Regions from separate parts of the Rattus norvegicus genome. Here region 2 is linked to region 1. Evidence: chromatin contacts called from public Hi-C data. All regions are on one chromosome and are shown on one strand. The core of a region is the stretch at or near the end of the contact, and the rest is flanking DNA. Distances in the headings are between cores, read along the strand shown.

Evidence for each region. Hi-C and Micro-C count contacts between places; a contact is called where the count stands out from the background.
Region 2: a Hi-C map of prefrontal cortex shows a contact between it and region 1, with 4 times the contacts expected there. The contact joins the promoter of Tatdn2 here to the enhancer-like site in region 1. A contact is called at or near these places in 11 of 12 Hi-C or Micro-C datasets (the A7r5 cell line, the Rat2 cell line, Schwann cells and 6 more).

What each region holds. Positions count from the first base shown.
Region 1 is chr4:148,344,463-148,350,463 of GRCr8, reverse strand. It overlaps Irak2 (interleukin-1 receptor-associated kinase 2), which reads right to left. Exons shown (of 13, transcript NM_001025422.1): 2 at 495-677. LOC120102364 (a long non-coding RNA gene) reads left to right here. Exons shown (of 3, transcript XR_005503822.2): 2 at 446-657. Among named protein-coding and RNA genes, the nearest start is that of Irak2, 5.7 kb to the right of the region's middle. Within about 2 kb of position 2,848, at least 45 of the 93 cell types and tissues checked have an H3K27ac peak or open chromatin away from gene starts, as enhancers often do. A contact at or near this core is called in Schwann cells, kidney, liver and 1 more, where this site is marked.
Region 2 is chr4:148,398,624-148,404,624 of GRCr8, reverse strand. Tatdn2 (TatD DNase domain containing 2) reads right to left here and starts at 3,865. Exons shown (of 8, transcript NM_001109252.1): 1 at 3,690-3,865; 2 at 3,174-3,584. The coding sequence starts at 3,578.

The DNA.
Region 1 (6,001 bases), core at 1,599-4,098:
CTGTCTCCTAAGCGTCTCCCCAGTATTTTTGTTTTTAAAATTTGCGTGTTTGTGCGGAGAGGTACAACTGCCGCAGCACATGTGCAGAGGTCAGAGGTCAACTTTGTGGCATCTCTCCTTCCACCCTGCGGGACCCAGAGATCCAGCTTGGGTCACGAGGCCTCAGCGACATGTGCCCTTACTCCCTGGCCTCCAATATTTTTTAAATTTCAAATGAAAGTTTTTAGATCCGTGGCTAGTCAGTGTTTCTCCTGATAAACCCAGGGCCAAGTATAACACATAGTAGGCCTGTTATATCTGGGAAATAAATGACTCGGTGTGTGAGCTTTAACCTGGGAAAAAAGAAGGGTCCTAGCATTGAGGTGAAACCCAGTGGCAGACAGTTCACCTGGGCCCACTCAGTTCCACCCACTGTACTGACAAAAGATCGATAATGTCTTTTCAGACACACAGCCCTCGCTGAGAGACTCCCCTGGGGACAGATGGTTACTCACAGCTCAGGACAATCTGGGCAGCTCGGTAGAGTTCCAGGTGACACAGGAGGTCCACCAGCTGCTGGACAGTGGCCTGCCGCATGGACCACCACCACAGCAGCTCCCGGGTGATGCTCACCCCCTGAACCCTCTCCATGGACTTGATCTTCCTCAGCTGTGTCAGGTCTGTGATCACATAGGAAGCTGGAAGGCAAGAGAGGATTCCGCTTAGAGCTGGAGGCACTGCCTCAAGGGAGAGTCACTGTTCCTCCCTGTCAACGTGGCTACTACATCCCAGAAGGATGAAGATCTTAGGAGTTTGGGAGCCATGAACCTCTGTAGTTTTTTTGCCTGGAATGGTCTCTTCCCCAGCATAAGCCTCGGTGGGGAGCAGGACCCCAGCAAGTGTCCCCATCACTGCTGCCTCTCAAATGGAGAAACTGGCTGGCTCAGGGCAGCAGGGTAGGATGCAGAGGAGTGGAGGGCAGCAAGGTAGGGAAGCCCTAAGCCTTAGGGATGCCCTCCCTGTTCTTGCAGGACCCCAACAAGTGTCCCCAGATGTTGTTCCCTGAGCCCCTGGCTCACTAAGTCTCAACCCTGGTCGGAAAAACTAGCATGTCTATGATCGATGAGTGACAAATGGTAGAACTGTCACAGGAACCAAGACGGCCCACGGGGTTGGCGCCATGCTAACTCTGAAGCTCGGGGAAGAACTGCAAGGAACTATGTTGGCAATAATACTACGCTCCCCTTCTCTTACCTTGTTTTTGATACAAGGTCTTGCTGTGCAGTCCAGAGCAGCCTCCAATATTCTTATTTTTTGGTATAAAATAGATGGAAAAGACACACTGTATCCCACCCTCCCAGGCCAACTCCACCAAGCTAAGTCCTCTAGTCCTTCACACGGGTGCTGGCTTTTTCTTTTCTTTTCTTTTCTTTTTTTCTTTTTTTTCCGGAGCTGGGGACCGAACCCAGGGCCTTGCACTTGCTAGGCAAGCGCTCTACCGCTGAGCTAAATCCCCAATCCCAGGTGCTGGCTTTACACAGAATTTGATGGACAATAGTTAAGGCCTCTTCTATTTATTAATGCTGTAGTTCAAGCTTCTCCCAGTTGATCCAGGCGCCTCATAAATGGCTACTTTGTAGTTGCATTACTGTTTGCCAAGCTTGATGGTGAATGCCTTTAATACTAACGCCCTGGAAGCAGAGGCAAGAGGTCTTCAGTGAATTTGAGGCCACCCTGGTCTACATAGTGAGTTCCAGGCCAACTTGGACTACATAGTAAGACCCTGTCTTAATTTTTTTTTTATCAAAAAACATTAATTTTATTATTGTTTTTATTGGCATGGTGCTGGGTACTGAACCCAGAGACTCATCCTGTATAACCTCACTCTGAGCTTTGCTGTCTAACCCATAAGGAATTTGTCAGTTTGAGTGAATGAACTTTTGTGTTTTGAAGAACTAGGGCTCAAAACTAGGGCCTCATGCATGCTAAACCACTGAGCCACACTCCCAGCTCTTAAATGGCATTTTTTAGTTGTTACATAGTATCCCACTGATTGGGTTTGTTTGTTTGTTTGTTTGTTTTGAGATAGGGTCTCACTCTATAGAACAAGCTGGCCTTGAACTCTCAGGAATCTGCCTTCTCCTAGCTCAAGTGCTAGAATTAAATGCATGACCCACCACGACCAGCCTTGCCACTTAGTTTATTGACATAGGAAAGCATGAGAGAGAGAGAGAGACTTCAAGGCGGCATGAAGAAGGAACAGCAGCCAGTGCGTGCGGGAGACCCTCAGCCCCGTCCCCAGGACAGCCAAACAAAACTGAACAAAAATGAGGAGTTAAAAAAGAAAAATCACAGAACAGGAATGTATGTGAACACAGAGTCAGGTGGCTGGGGACTATGAGTGTACTCTGCTGGTGTAGCGCTTGCCTCCCGTGCATGAGGGTCTGGGTTCGAGTCCCAGCACCACCAAAGAAAAATGCCATTAAGCATTAAACACCAGACCAGGATGAGCTCTAGAGTAAACTGCTAACTCCAAAGCTCCACGGAGCTTTTCTGTTTGGAGTATGAGCTTGGGAGGACAGAGCCGGGAACAGGAAGAGCTAAGAACTCTGTAGGACTACGGAAGCCATCAGAGCCCAGATAAACACAACAGTCCATACACTGTCAGTCCCCTCTGGATAAATGAGGAAGGACCATATCATTCTCCCTCAGAGAGAGTCGCCAGAAGTGCCCTGTAGGAATGGAAAGTTCCAGAGTTTCAGTTTTAGTCACTGGAAACTCCACATCAGATTCCTAGCCAGCAGGAAGTGATTTAAGCAGGCTCAGAGTCCCCTTCCAACTGTTCACAAGGAGCAAAGAGGAACGTGTGACGTCATACCAAAGCTAGCCCAGTAAGGACACTGGCAATAGTGGGGCTCCTACAGCCAGGGCACCAGCCAGAGCTTAGAGCCTCTGTGAATTTCAATTTCCTCCCAAGAGAAACAGGAAGTGAACTCCAGTGTGCCTTTGAAAAGGGACAGTTTAGTTGAAGCCGGTATCTCTTAAGGTACTGATCCATTAGCACTGCACCCAGGGGTAGGACAAGCAGAGATGGAGGGAGGAAGGATCCAGTCACTGACAAGGGCCCCCACTAGGCCATAACTCTTATTAATCTGGTCATTATGGAAGAGAGAAAATCAAAGCCCTACCTAATAGACTCGAGGAACCCTACTGGTTGCTTTCAGGCAACTCAATCTTCCAGACTTTCCCATGTGTGGGAATGCTACTCTTCAGGTCTGGTGTCCCACAAAAGGCCCTATGCTAAAGGCTTGGTCCCGTTTAGTACCTGGAGAGGTAGGAACTTTAAGAGATGAGACCCAGAGGGAGTCTCCCCAGTACTCAGAGATGTGCTCTCAGTGGGCTTATGGGAGCCCAGCCCCTTCCATAAAGAGGCTTTGTCATGAGACATTGCCACAGGTGCAACGCAGAATCAAGAGACTACATGCTAAAATCTCCCAAAATGTGCTTTCTTCTTTCTAAGGCTATTGATTCCCTAGGGTGTTAGTCACAGTGCCTGAAAGCTGACAGACACAGCATGTGAGTGAGCAGCCCTGGTTCAAATCCCCCCAGAATTTGCTGTGCATTTAGCAAAGGCCTATCACCTTTCCCAGAGCCTCCGTTTCCTCTTAGACCTCATGGGTGACTCCATGGATACGATGAACTCACTATTCTGGGAGATTTGAAATAGCATTTGGCAATGTGTTATACTCACAGAGAAACCATTATTTCATGTTGATTCCTGAATCCTGGGGAAAGCTTACCCATCTTTTTTTTTTTTTTTTTTGGTTCTTTTTTTCGGAGCTGGGGACCGAACCCAGGGCCTTGCGCTTCCTAGGTAAGCGCTCTACCACTGAGCTAAATCCCCAGCCCCAAGCTTACCCATCTTTAAAGTCCTCCAGAACAGGGGCAGCCCACCCTCCTGAAATGACCCTCCCCAGTGTCATCTGCCCCTCTCCTGACTGGCCAAAGTCATCCTGGTAGGGCAAGGGAAAGCTCTGTATTCCTTCAGCCTCTTAACAGATGAATGGCTCAGAGACACAGTCACTTGCATGAGGTCACACAGCTAGGCAGTACACAAAGGCTGAAATGCGCAGTGAGCAAGGAGAGAGGTGCAGTTAAGGGGCTCCTGCAGGGGTCCCTGTGCACACTCCCAGGTAGATGACACTTAGGAACCCCATTTTACACAGACTCAGACAGATACTACAAGTCTTCTCCCCAAGAGCAACTGAGCGCAGCTCTGACCACAGAGAATCAATCAAAGGCAGATGTCTACCAACTGATCCAAAGGAGTGTGCACAGTTGTGGCTGTGGGTTTTCTAAACCGTGTTAGATTTTCCCACACTCCCACACAGTCTCTCCCAGGACCACAGCACAAGATCACTTTTGCTAGACTGACTCAGCAGCCTAGACTTCGGAATAGAAGGACAATCCACATTCTCCCTCCTTTGGGGGCCAGGAAAACCAGAGTCCTGAGACCAGTTGCCAGCTGCACAGGGAGGGCTAGCCTTGGCCTCACAGCAGCCTCTGGGCTGAGAAAATGCAGCCACCTAAGGTTGGATCATAGGCAAAGACCAGGTCCAAAGGAAGCCAGTAAGGTAGAGGCAGGGAGGATGAGGGGTGTGTGTGTGTGTGGAGAGAGAGAGAGAGAGAGAGAGAGAGAGAGAGAGAGACTAGAACAAGGGGTACAGCTCATTAATGGTGTACATGCCCAGCATTTGAGAGACCCTTGGTTCCATTTTCATCACTGGAAAAGGGAGGAAGGGAGAATAGGAGAGTAAATGAGAAAAATGGGAGGGGTGGGAGAGAGGCGGGAGGGAGGGGACGGAAGGAAAGTGATTCACAACTCACATACACTACAACATGAACGACCCCTTAAGACTCACTAAATGACAAAGCCATTCATAAAGGACAGTGCACTTGAGATGGTCCCACTCACATAAAATGCTACAACAGAAAACACCTAGAGTGGAGGGGGCAAGGGCTGGGGGAATGTATGGTGTATACAAGAGTGTGTGCGATCATAGCTCTGTGAATGAGTTAAGGGCACTGAGGCGCTCTTTACATGTGTGGATTATGTGATGGTTGATCATGGATTTGTTTGTTTGTGAGGGACTCTTTACATGTGTGGATTATGTGATGGTTGATCATGGGTTTGCTTGTTTGTTTGTGAGGTACTCTTTACATGTGTGGATTATGTGATGGTTGATCATGGGTTTGTTTGTGATGTGCTCTTTACATGTGTGGACTATGTGATGGTTGATCATAGGTTTGTTTGTGAGGTGCTCTTTACATGTGTGGATTATGTGATGGTTGATCATGGGTTTGTTTGCTATTTATTTGTTTACCATTTGCTTGCTTGCTTGTTTTTTGACTTTTGAAGCAGGCTCTCAAGTAGCCCAGGCTGGAGTGGAATTCGATCCTGATTTTCCTACCTCTGCTTCCTAAATTTGGGAATTACACATCTGTGTAACAGGCTTTTTCTTACCCACTAACTTCTCCCTCCCTCCTTTCCTCCCTCCCTCCTTCCCTCCTCCCTTCTTCCCTTCCTCCCTCCTTCCCTCCCTCCCTGTGTTATTTCATTCCAGTAGCCGAACCCAGAGCTTTAGGCACAGTAAGCACACACTCTACCACTGAGCCACACTTCAGCCTCATAAATTTTTTTCTTTCTTTCTTTCTGGAATCCTCTCTGTAAACCAGGCTGGCCTCAAACTCACAGATCAGCCTGCCTGTGCCTCCTGAGTCCTGGGATTAAAGTTGTGTGTGCTGCCAGCACCACTACCACACCTGGTCCATAAAATTTTTTAACAATGGTTTTTTCCCCCAAAGTCAAAAATGTGCCTCTAACATTAATATTCTAGGAACAGAAGGTTATGTGTAGTTCAGGGCTTGGCTGAAATGAAAAAAAAATTAATTAAAGACCACTGCCCCTGCCTACACACACATAGCTGGCCAGGAAAGAATCCAAGTCAGTCTAGATCACCCA
Region 2 (6,001 bases), core at 2,616-5,115, 53 kb before region 1:
TGCCAGAGTGGGCAGGGAGAATGGAGATGTAACAGTATAGATGCAGTGGGAAGTGATTGCACACTTCACACTAGACAAAATAAAGCTCAGTGTTTTCTCACTGAAAGTAAGCTAGTTCTACAACAATCAGGAAAGCTAAGACCCTGACAAGAGGTAGGACTGGCCCAAGGAATCCAAGTCCCCAACTCCTAAGTAACTTCTTCTAACCCATAGCCTAATCTTCTTGAAAATCTTCTCTTTCCCCAAACTGTCACCTTGCTGTTAGGAGGGTACTCTCCTAACAATGACTTCGGCATGCACCAAGTCATTCTCATACCCATTCCCCACCTCCAGAAACAGAGATAACACCCCAGTCCCATTCTATCTTCTGTATGCCAAGATGTATGTCTGTCTGTGCACTACTTCCATGGAGAGAGCCAGAAGGAATCAGACTCCCTGGAACTGGAGTTACAGATATTAGTTGCCATGTGGGTGCTGGGAACTGAACTTGTGTTCTCTGAAAAGGGCAGTCAGTGCTCTTAACCACTCAGTCATCTCTTCAAACCCAATAAACATTTTAAAAAGAAACAACTCTAGATGAAGAGAAGGAAGAGGAGGAGGAGGAGGAAGAAGAGGAAGAAACAGTAGTCACAGCATTCCCAGCATGGTAGGAATATCTGTCCCAGAACTCAGTATAGTCAAGAGGATCAGAATTTCAAGGCCAAACTAAGTTGTAAGAACCTCTCAAAACAAAAAGAGTCAACTTCAGACTTAAGAAATAACAAAAGGACAAAGTGAGGTAGACATCAGGACTGTCTATTAACTAGCAGCAGGTGATATAACTCAGTAATCGAGTACTTGCCTAGCTCATTGAGGTCCCAAGCCATCCTAGCAGGGAGTAAATAAGAGAAATGTTCAAACATCTTCCTTTTGAACATTCTGTGCCCTGTCACTGAGAGTTCTGAGCTGAAAACTTGGAGCACACAAAGCCAAGTGTGCTCCTGTTGAAGTCAAAGAAGGCAGAGCTGGGGAGGACAAAGAGTAAGCAACCTGAAAAGGCCCTGGGAAAATGTTTTCATCAATGCTCCTCAGCTGTGCCAGCACACACCTGAGACTTACGACAACAAGGGCACAAGAAGGAGGCCTATACTTCCTGAGGTCATGGGGCCATCTCCCCAGTCCTCTCATCACACAGTGCCTGACTCTGTGACCCAAAAGAATGTTGGGCATACAATAAGACTCAAGTACTGATTGCAACCATCAAAGGAGACCCCAGTGGCCTTCATGAAAGACAGAACCTGGCTAGGATTAGACTCAGATTGGAGGCCATACCCTCAATTAACTGGCAAGCAGCAGCAGAGCCTGAGATTGAAAGTTCCTATCCCTGACATTGTGTCAAAATGCCATCATCTAACAGTGGTACTGTCCAAAACCCACGTGGATGAACTAGTAACAAGATTAAGTTGTATGACCTGACTTACATCTGAGCTACAGTCAGTACTGTTCTGCCAAAGACCACTTTGCAATTCGCCGTTATCTGTGAACTTAGAAAAATTCTTTCCCTCCAGACCTCAGGCCATAAAGTTTATTATTGAGAAAGCATGGGGCATGGGCTGAAGGTGAAACTCAGCTGCAGAGCATGTGATTAGCAAACAAACACTTGGGGTTGGGAGAGAGCAGTTATAAGCACTAGTGTGGCTCTTTCAGAGAACCCAAGTTCAATCCCCAGCATCAACAGCAGCTCCCAATTGTCTGTTGTAACTCCAGTTCCAGGCAACCTGACACACTCACACATTCAGGCAAAAGACCAACGTACATGAAATGAAAATTAATAAACCTTAGAAAAAGAAAAACACTTAGCCAAAGAGCAGTCCAGTTAAGCAGCCAAGACACAGCTTCATTTATGAAACCACCAAAAAAGTCAAGCATAGTGACACAGGCCTGTACCTCCAACACTGGAGGTCCAGACTGGAGGACTGGGAGTTCAAGGTCATTCTTGGCTACATACAAACCTAGACTAGATGAGTCCTTCTAGAAAAGAAACCATCAGGAAAGGTTTTAAACTCTCTCCTTACAGACTACCTTTGTTGCTTTCCCTAGGGGCAGCCTATCTTCCCCCAAAATAAGACTGTCTCTAAACACTTTTCTACATACACAATGCCTGACTACCAGAGGTCCAAAATCTACATTGTATTATCAGTAAAGGAGTAGGGACCTTTGTTTTACAGTTACTTTAGAATCTCACACTCCTAGAACACTGCATGGCACAAAGCAGGCCTCAGTAAATCTACTCAAAACCTGAAATGGGTCCACTCTTAGAAGCACTCCTCAACCTGCTCCAAGAACTTACAAACCCCACTGGGTGCTTCCACTGGGGAACTAGACTTGATCTCCAAAGGTAACTATTAATAAACTAAAAAAACCACCCTAGCTAGGGATGGCATATGCCTTTAAACCAGGCAGGGATCTGTGGGTTTCAGGACAGCTTGGTGTACAGAGAGACCATGTCTCAAAAATCCAAAACCCTATTAACCAAACCACCCGAAGAGAATGTCATCATGCAGGAATCCACAACTTTGGTGAAAAGCCACACTAAGAGTTGAATTCCTTAGCTGCGCAGATTCAGAGTAGTTCCAATTTAATTTTACTTTTAACTAAGTATATGTATGTGGGTAAATGCTCATGTAAATAACCCATGGAGGCCAAAGGAATGGGATTGCTGGGAGCTGGAATTACTGATTATGAACCATACATACGACCTGGGCTCTCAGAACTTGGGTCCTCCTTCAAGAGCTGTATATGCTTTCTCTCCAGCCCCAAAGGCAATTTCTTTAAACTGACCAAAATCTACATCCTCTTTCCTGGGGATTATTCCACATTCCATTGTGGTGACCCTCCAGTCCCGCTGTTCATTTACAATCACCCGAAGGTTGCAGAGATCCCTCCAAGAAGACATCTTTAATCACTCTGGGATGGCAGGCCACGACCATTGTCAAGCTTTCCTAGTAGTTCCAAATGCCACCAAGTTTGAAAACTCCCTCTACACTGAGCTCCAACCCTGAGCCCCTCCCCCACGCCCCCAGGCCCTATGCAAAAAGGGTCTCATTTTTATTCTCCCACCAAATTTCTTCTCGACACCCCTCATAGCCACGTGCAAGGGACTTCACCGTTTGCCAGACGTCGCTGCCACGTACCTTCACGCTACAAGCTTCCTTCCGCAGAGAAGCCATTTCTTCTAGGGAGGAGTGGGCAGGGTGCAGAGAGGATCCTTTGGACGTAAGTAATCTGCGAGGGCTCGCAGACAGGAAGCCAGGGGATGCGGCCCCACCCGCACCTGAGCCCGAAGAAAGAGAGGACAACGAAGAGGAAGAGGAGGTGCGGCGACGGGCTGAGCTCCGAGGCGCGCGGGCCACATCGTCCCCGCGCCGGACTTTCAGACGCTGGGGGCTGCTGGCCCCTCGAGGACGCGACGCAAACCTGCGACCTGGCCGGCTGGAGGGGGCCACATTGCGGGGCTCCCGGGGGCGGCTGCGCTTGCTGGGACACCCTTCCGACGTGCTGCCCCAGTGATACTTGACCTTGCGCCGTTCCGACGCCATGGGCACCTGCCAGGAACAGAGGGACAAGGATTGTAGCAGCAGCCTTCGCGGCTGCTCACCTCGCACCACCAGGAAGCCGCTAGGGCAATGGCGAGGATCGGCCCCACTGACCTTTCCCGTTCCTGTCGTCTGCCCATCCCAGTGCTGCGGGCTTCAGGGACGCCACACCGCTCCGAGAAGCGCCCACGGGCCGAGCGCCGAACCCGAACGACGCGCAGCCGAAGTCGGCAAGCGCAGCTGTCAACACCGCGCCACTCCCGAGACGCCGAGGCGCTTCCGGAGCAGCGGGCAACCTTCCGAAGCCCCTCGCGGGGGGCCGAGCGCGTGCGAAGCCGCCCTTTGGGCTGCACGCGCCCGCAGGCCCCGGACGCCAAGGGCGGGCCGCGGGCGGGGTGGCCGCTCGGCTCCCGCCGCCCCGTCCCGCCCCGGGCCTGAGGGAGCCACTGGCCTCCGGAGCCGCGCGCCGGAAGTCACCTCAGCTAGTCCAGCTGACCCGGCCCAGCGCCTCACCGCGCCCTCACCCAAGGCCTCGCCCCGCCGCCTACTCCGCAGCCTCAGCGTAAGCTCCGCTGAACCTGCCTTGGGGCCGGCGTGCGGCAGGGGCGGAGCCAGAGCCAGGGACAGCGCCTATTGCTCCAAAGGGAGAGGGGCGTAACTCAGGACAAGACGCAGCGCGCCTGTTGGTCCAACGTTCTGGGGCGTGCCCCTACGCCTCACGAAGCTCACTAGTTGGTTAGGAGCGATGTGGGGCGGTGCTTCTCACGTGGCCCTAGAGCAGCGCGAAGGGCCTGCTGGGGACGCCGGGGAGCCGAAAACACTGCTGCAGGGCCATTGGGTGGGCCCTTGGTACCGGACGCGCGTGCCAGGCCTTGTCACCTTTTTTTTTTTTTTTTTTTTTTTTTTTACAATACAGGAAACTGGTTCTGTAAAAAAACCAAGTGACACACCCAGAAAGTGACGAAATTGGGGTTAGAAGTCACGAGCCATCACACACACACACACACACACACACACACACACACACACACACACACACACACACACGCACGCGCGCGCGCGCACACACACACCCCAGAACCAGTCCTGCTGGATAGACCTGTAAAGCCAACTGCTCAGGAAGAAGAGGCAGAAGAATTGTCAAATTCAAGTCCAGCCTAGACATTTTAGACCCTGCCTACAACGAAAAAAAAATGTTAATGGGGTTTGGGGATCAGGGAGGAGCATGAAGGAGCCATGGTGGCTCACATCTATAATTCCATTTGGGTAGCTGAGGCTGGGGAACTGCTATGAGTTGGAAGCCAATTTGGGATAGCTTGAGTTCCAGATCAACCTAGGCTTCCGAGTGAGACTACTTCTAGAAATAAAAAGTAATACCAACTTGTAATCCCACATCTAGGCAGGCATAGGCCAGAGGATCCAGAGTTTTTTTTTTTGTTCCCCCCCCCCCCCCCCCCCCGGAGCTGGGGACCGAACCCAGGGCCTTGCGCTTCCTAGGCAAGCGCTCTACCATTGAGCTAAATCCCCAACCCCCGGATCCAGAGTTTAAGGTCACCTCCAAACTACTTGAGACCCTGTTTCAAACCTTCCCACACCAACCCCAGAAAAGGTAATGATTGCAGCACTTAGAGCACTTAGAGGAGAAGCAAGTTTCTGATCCTTATCACCAAATAAACCAGGTGTCACACAAGCCTGTTTGATATCCCGGCCCTCTGAAGGTATCGGAGGGGAGGATCAGGAATTCCAGGCCAGCTTGTGGTACATAAAACGCCCCACCCACAACCAAAAAAGTAAAGGGGAAGAGTATGTCACACTACTTAAGAGTAAACCCATCATTCTCAGAGAGCTCATGGGCTGATGGCTATGGTGACAAGAACAAAAGGCTCTCCAAACGCAGCTGGCTTTTTTCTTTTTCTTTTTTTTTTTAATTATTCAATGCAGGAGCCCAGCCCATGGAATAAGCACCTCCCATACTCAGAAAGAGTCTTCTGTCCTCTGTTAATCTTCCCTGTAAACTCCCTCATAGTCACAACCAGAGCATATCTAGCTCCTAGGCGGTTGTTAACCCAAGTTGACAGTGAAGATTAACCATCCCAGAAGCCAACTCTATTTGTGGGGTTTTTATTTTCTTTTTGGTTTTTTTGGGGGGTGGGTAGGTGGAGGGATGGTTGTTTTGGTTTGATTTGATTTTTTCAAGACAGACTCTGTGTAGCCTTGGCTGTCCTGGAACTAGTTTTGCAGACCAAGCTGGTCTCAAACTCATAGAAATCGGACTGCCTCTGCCTCCCAAGTGCTGGGATTAGAAGCAGGTGTGCTGCCACCACCACCTAGAAACCATCACTATTGTAACAGTAAAAATGGAAGCAACTTTAATATCCTTGAAGGGTTATACAAAGTGCCTCACCCCTCCGCAGTGGTGACACTGC